2 separate regions of the Sus scrofa genome follow, and region 2 is linked to region 1. Evidence: chromatin contacts called from public Hi-C data. All regions are on one chromosome and are shown on one strand. The core of a region is the stretch at or near the end of the contact, and the rest is flanking DNA. Distances in the headings are between cores, read along the strand shown.

Region 1 (2,784 bases), core at 210-2,709:
AATACAGTGGGGGTTGCTCACGGCCCTTGGAACTTGAGCGATTGCAATTTTTATATTTATGGTTGGTAGCCATGCCAAGACATTAAAGCCCTCAATTATTGTCTCATTTAGGTTACAAGTAGGAAAACAAGAATACAATTTTTGTTGTTGTTGTTGTTGCAAACTTCACTAATAAAGCATCTACAGCCAATGGATGACGTTTTCAAATAACTGAACTGGAAAACTGCCAAATTTTAATATTGAAGTTAATTGCTAAAGCAAAGTCTAGCAGATACTTTGTGAGCCAGGAAAAATCCAGGTATTAGCCATGTCCGATTATCATCAGATAACTCAATGCTATTATCTAAATTTCAAGTATAATTTCCCACCAAAGAACAGAAGAGAAAAGCTCAAGAAAGGCCCCAAATTGTAAGGGGTCAGAGCTCTGTCATTCACCAGTTCTGTGTATTTGAGCAGATACCTCTTCTGCTCTCAGGCTCACCTGTAAAATAAGAAGGGGTTACCTGCTCTTGCTTCTGCCCTGCATCAAAAGCCAACTCACCTATTTTGTTCTATGAAACCACTCTATCACCGTTAAGAATATGTATCCCTATCATCTCTTCTGGCTGCCCGGGTCAGTTGATCACTCTTGGTGTTTCCCCTGTACTTTGTCCCACATCAGATTATGAATAGACGTTCAGTATTAGGGAGGTCCTCAAGGGTCTCATCCAACATTACTTTATCCGGACAGAGAGGAGATAACATGTTTTAGAATCACGTGGAGAGCCTGGAGGGGCCTCGGATGCACAACAAGCCCCAGGATGATCCTGGCAGCCTGGCGTCTGCCTCCACGTTCTGGGAGCAGAAAAACCCACGCTCAGGTACTTCGCAGACAGAGGACAGATGCTTCTGCCGATCTTGGAAGCCAGAAGATGAAGTATCACGAAAGGGTGTTTCAGACTATGAAAAATAACAGCTATTTAAAAAAATAATAATAACATGTCCAGGTTATCAGTCATTTTTTCCTAATATCCACCTGAGTTGAACTCAGAAAGGTTATCCGCTTGCCAAGAGCAGGTGTAATTTGGTTTGTAGGGGAAGCGGACTTTGCAGTGCAGAAACCACAAGCGTAGGAGTCATTCTGACTTTTCAGAGGCCGGCGGTCGGCGCACCAGGCAGAGGAGTTTCTGGGGTTTTAGACCAGGTCGCGCTCGCCCCACCGCTGCCGCCAGGTGCCGGGAGGACCTCGCCGACCGCGCCGCCCCGACCCCACCTCGCGGCGCTCTGACTCCGCCCGGCTGACAGGTGGCGCGAGCAGCCGCGCCCTGGCCGCCCCTTCCGCGGGAGCTCCGGCCCTGGATCGCGCAGCCGCCTTAGAGCCACCCACACTTCCTCTTCCGGGGCAGCGCGGATGGGCGTGCGGGACCCGGATGCAGACGCGAGCCCGGCTATATAAGCGCCACGCAGGCCTCACGCCTTCCTCTTTGAAGAAGACGCAGCCGGCGCTGTCGCGGAGCCTCTGACCATCAGCTCCCGCTCCTGGCTCACCGCTGTTCGCTCTTCCCGAGGAACAAGTCGGTCAGGAAGCCGCGCCGCAGACATGGTGAGTGGGGCTCTGGACGGGTGCTAGGAGCAGGGCTGGTGGGAGAAGATGGGGCTCGCCTGTCCCGGGGAGGGGCTCGTGATGAGCACGCTTATTTCTGCAACTGACTGGTTGCCCGAAGGTGTGTGGGTTTTTCCTCCCTGTGACCACAGGCCTTTAAGGACACCGGCAAGACTCCCGTGGAGCCGGAAGTTGCGATTCACCGGATTCGGATCACCCTCACCAGCCGCAACGTGAAGTCTTTGGAGAAGGGTCAGTGCGGTGGGCTCCGCGGAAAGGTGGGGCGGGAGGAGCGGCGAGCCGGATCGGGGACAAGGCCCCCACCGATCTCGGTTGTGTGGCTCGCACCGTAGCTGGCGCTGAGGAGAGAATTGCTGTTGAACTACAGTGATAGTTTTATACGCTATTCTGAGCCAGCAGCGTTAAGATTCGTTACAGCGAGCTCTGTCTAGAGGGAACTGAGTGCAGCCTGTGTTTCCTTGTAGTGTGTGCTGACCTGATCAGAGGCGCGAAGGAGAAGAACCTCAAAGTGAAGGGACCGGTGCGGATGCCCACCAAGGTGAGAATCGTGGGGCGGGGGGTGGAAGCCAGTTAAGGGGCTGATGTACCCGAACCTTTTTTTTCGGCTGCCAAAAGCCAGAAAAGCTTGATGCTAGCGGTAGGTCTTAAGGTTCGAACGCTGGTAGGATTTGGTTCCGGTTAAGTGTGTAACTTTTCGAGGTTGGAGCTTCGCTGTTGTCTTCTCGCTGGATGTGCCTTAGTCACAATGAGTTGAGTACAGTCTGTGAGGGAGACTGACGCCCTGGGAAGTTCTCACATGGAACGCTTCAGGGTCATGGTCCTTGGGGGGTCCCCCGGGGTGCGCAGCCAACCGTTGACGCTTGGTTTCTTTTGTCTTTGCAGACTCTGAGAATAACTACGAGAAAAACTCCTTGTGGTGAAGGTTCCAAGACTTGGGATCGTTTTCAGATGAGGATCCACAAGCGACTCATAGACCTGCACAGCCCTTCTGAGATTGTTAAGCAGATCACATCCATCAGTATTGAACCAGGAGTCGAGGTTGAAGTCACCATTGCAGATGCTTAAGTCCAACTTTTTAATAAATTGATACTCAGTTGTTAAATGTTGTTGGCTTTTACTGATAATACTGACAGATCTTAGTAATAGACTACTGTAGAATTTAGTCATCTTTTAAAGTAGAG
Region 2 (2,784 bases), core at 194-2,693, 210 kb after region 1:
ACACCATGTCCAGAGGATTGAGCAGAAAGACACCTCTCCAGGGGTGACACAAGAGACAGGTGTCCAAGGTTGTCACTAGTGAATCCCAAGGCTACAACTACTCTGAGGCAGAAAGGTAAGCGAGAGAGAATGATAGTGCTTAAATTTTTATGAAAATTCTGTTTTCTATTTAGGGCAAGAATCTTTAAGAGCACTCATCACCAGGAAAGATATATTTCTGATGCCTGGTACTTGAAGAATATCCCATTACCCTTGCAAAGGGTTCTCTATAACGCAAATTTTTGAGAGATTGCTCAGTCCACAGAGCATGGTGATTCTGGATGAATATCTGAATGCATGTGCAGCTGCATTAATACAGCAGCGACAATATTTTTTACATGAAATTTAATTTTTCAGATTAATTTTCCAATTATGCCTCAAAAACACATGGTGAATAGTAAAATTTCCTTCAAATTTAAATTCTACCATATTAAAATATATTAAGACTATCACATAAAATCCACTTCTGCAAGTTGAATAACTTAACTAACAAAAAGCCAGTGAAAGGATTAGGGCAGATAAACCAATTTCTGAGATTTTTTAAAAAAGGATTGCATGAGAAACTCACACACCTAATTAAAAAAAACAAAAAAAAGCCCCCAAATCCAATTCTTGAGTCAGTTTCTTTCTTACCTACTATCTCCCATGCAGGGCAACTTTTACCTAAAACAGCTATTTTCCAAAAATCAGGAGAGCTCAAAACCCGACATAATTATAGTTAAATCTTTCAGATAACGAGAAGTTCTCATTATGTGCACTTGCGCTTTAACAAATCTTAAGGTTTCAAAAAAGATGTTACCCCAAGAAGTTATTCGTCTTAAACCTTCACCCTGTGATGTCACATCCTAGAGCGCTTTCATTTCAATTTCTTTCCCCAGTTTTTGGCGGTTCCCTCAGTCGATCAGTGTAAAGTGACAAATATCAGCTCCGCATCTTTCCCCAACCGCCCACAGGGCAGATTTACTCCCGCGTTTAAGGGCCCCAGGCGACACCCCGTCGTAGTCTGAGGTCTCGTTTTCCTTTCTTAAAGCATCCCTCTCCCCGGGGTCAGGGACCCCGGCCGCGGTGTCGGGGATCGATCGGTCACCCTGTCTTGCAGCCCTCACATCGGGAACCTGGAGGCCCGCGTCTGACTTACTCCACGAACGCCCGAGAGCAGAAGCATAGGATCCGGGAGCCCTCCTGCAGGTCTTCCAGGAAGAGACACATTTCGGCCACGCGACTCCACTTCTCGCAGCACATCGCAGCGCCTCGGAGGAGGCGGCCGCGTGGCACAGGCGCGGGGAGACCTCCCGGCCGCTGCTCCGCTCCCGGGCACAGAGGGGAAGCCTCCAGAGGGATCGGCTGCGCGTGATCACTTGGCCTGGGTTACCCAGAGCCTGGAGCCAGCGGGGAGCAGCCACCGGAAGTGATTCCGGGAGGCTACCGGAAGGGGCGGGGCGAAGGCGGTGTTACACTCAAGGCCTCCCGGGCTGCACCCGCAGTTTGGCGTTTTCCTCCCCGGCCGCTTGAGTTGCTCCGCTTCGCCGGGTGTATCACGGAGGAGCTCCCGCCGCTGCTCCTAGGTGAAGGCGAGCCAAACCACCTCTGCCCCCTCCGGTATGAGGTACGTGGTCCCCAATTACGCCTCCCCGCGTTCCGCGGCGCCGGGATAGGTTCGGGCCCGAGCGCCAAGGCTGCGTGTTTTCTCTCCCTTGGCCGCCCGGAGTCCCCGGCCTCCACTGGACTCGCTGTTCGGCTCGGGCCACCGGAGTGGCCGGAAGGGAGGCCCTACCTGGTCACAACGACCCCGTTCACCGCGGCCCGCACCTCCCCTCGCGCTTCAGGCGCTCTGGTTCGGCGGGTGTCGTCTTTACTCGGGTGGGGGCGAGGTGTCCCCACCTCCCTGCAGGCCCGCGGGCTTCCCGGGGACGCTCTCCTGGGGACCCGAATGAACCCACTGGTTGTGGAGCCAAAAGTGGTCGGGGGCGGGGGGGGGGGGGCGGTGGCGGCTGGAGGCCTGCCCGAAGCCCCTTACCACCTGTGTGACCCGGGTGAGGGGGGCGACTCAACCCTTCCCGGGCCTCGCTGGGATCTTTTGCAAATAGGGATTGGTTCATAGCACCTGCTTTCTGGGGCCTCGGGAAGGACGGAAGCGACCGGTGTGCATGAAGCCTCACCAGCGCTGTTACTAGTTTGCGTGGGTCCACGCTCTGGAGGCACCTGGCCCTGTCGGCCCCCCGGGGTTTGCAGCCTGCGAAACAGGGCTCAGCCCTCTAACTGCGATTAACACGAAAGGTACTTGGACACAAACCAGAATGTCGAAAACTGGGGCAGAGCTGCTGGATTCGAAAAAAGCAGTGTTTGCTGCGTGGCATTGGTTGAAAATTCCCCGGGCAGCTTCCTCCAAGAAGCGGTTCAGGCTTGCAGGTTGTCGGACCACTTCGGACTTGGCTTGGTATTGCTTTATCGTATTATTATACGAACTGAGATAAAATCCAGACTTTTGGAAGAGTCCCTAATATTTGGGCTGCGTTTACTGGTGGGTGGAAATAGATTAATGTTTGAATGAAATGTTTGTTCCCGAATCCTTACTGCTGCCTTATTTATGTTGGTGACTCAAGAAGATAAGGGTGCTGCACGGTCACAGATAAACCAGTACAGATGTGGGACATTTGGAGGATGAGGGCAGTTAAGCAAATTAGTGTAGAACAGTAATTATCAGAGTGGAAGGTTTTAGCTAGAAATTGAAGGACATTCTAGAAT

Evidence for each region. Hi-C and Micro-C count contacts between places; a contact is called where the count stands out from the background.
Region 2: a contact with region 1 is called in a Hi-C map of liver, with 5 times the contacts expected there. The contact joins the promoter of TGS1 here to the promoter of RPS20 in region 1. A contact is called at or near these places in 2 of 5 promoter capture datasets (fetal liver and liver), 5 of 47 Hi-C or Micro-C datasets (heart right ventricle, liver and skeletal muscle) and 2 of 2 datasets of contacts at active chromatin or transcription factors (alveolar macrophages and skeletal muscle).

The regions. Positions count from the first base shown.
Region 1 is chr4:75,760,750-75,763,533 of Sscrofa11.1, forward strand. It overlaps RPS20 (ribosomal protein S20), which reads left to right and starts at 1,460. Exons shown (of 4, transcript NM_001129954.1): 1 at 1,460-1,582; 2 at 1,735-1,834; 3 at 2,068-2,141; 4 at 2,486-2,700. The coding sequence starts at 1,580. The coding sequence ends at 2,668. It overlaps LOC110260293 (a long non-coding RNA gene), which reads right to left and starts at 1,349. Exons shown (of 3, transcript XR_002343324.1): 1 at 542-1,349.
Region 2 is chr4:75,967,709-75,970,492 of Sscrofa11.1, forward strand. It overlaps TGS1 (trimethylguanosine synthase), which reads right to left and starts at 1,444. Exons shown (of 14, transcript XM_001927876.6): 1 at 1,178-1,444. The coding sequence starts at 1,281. It overlaps TMEM68 (transmembrane protein 68), which reads left to right and starts at 1,493. Exons shown (of 7, transcript XM_021089365.1): 1 at 1,493-1,645.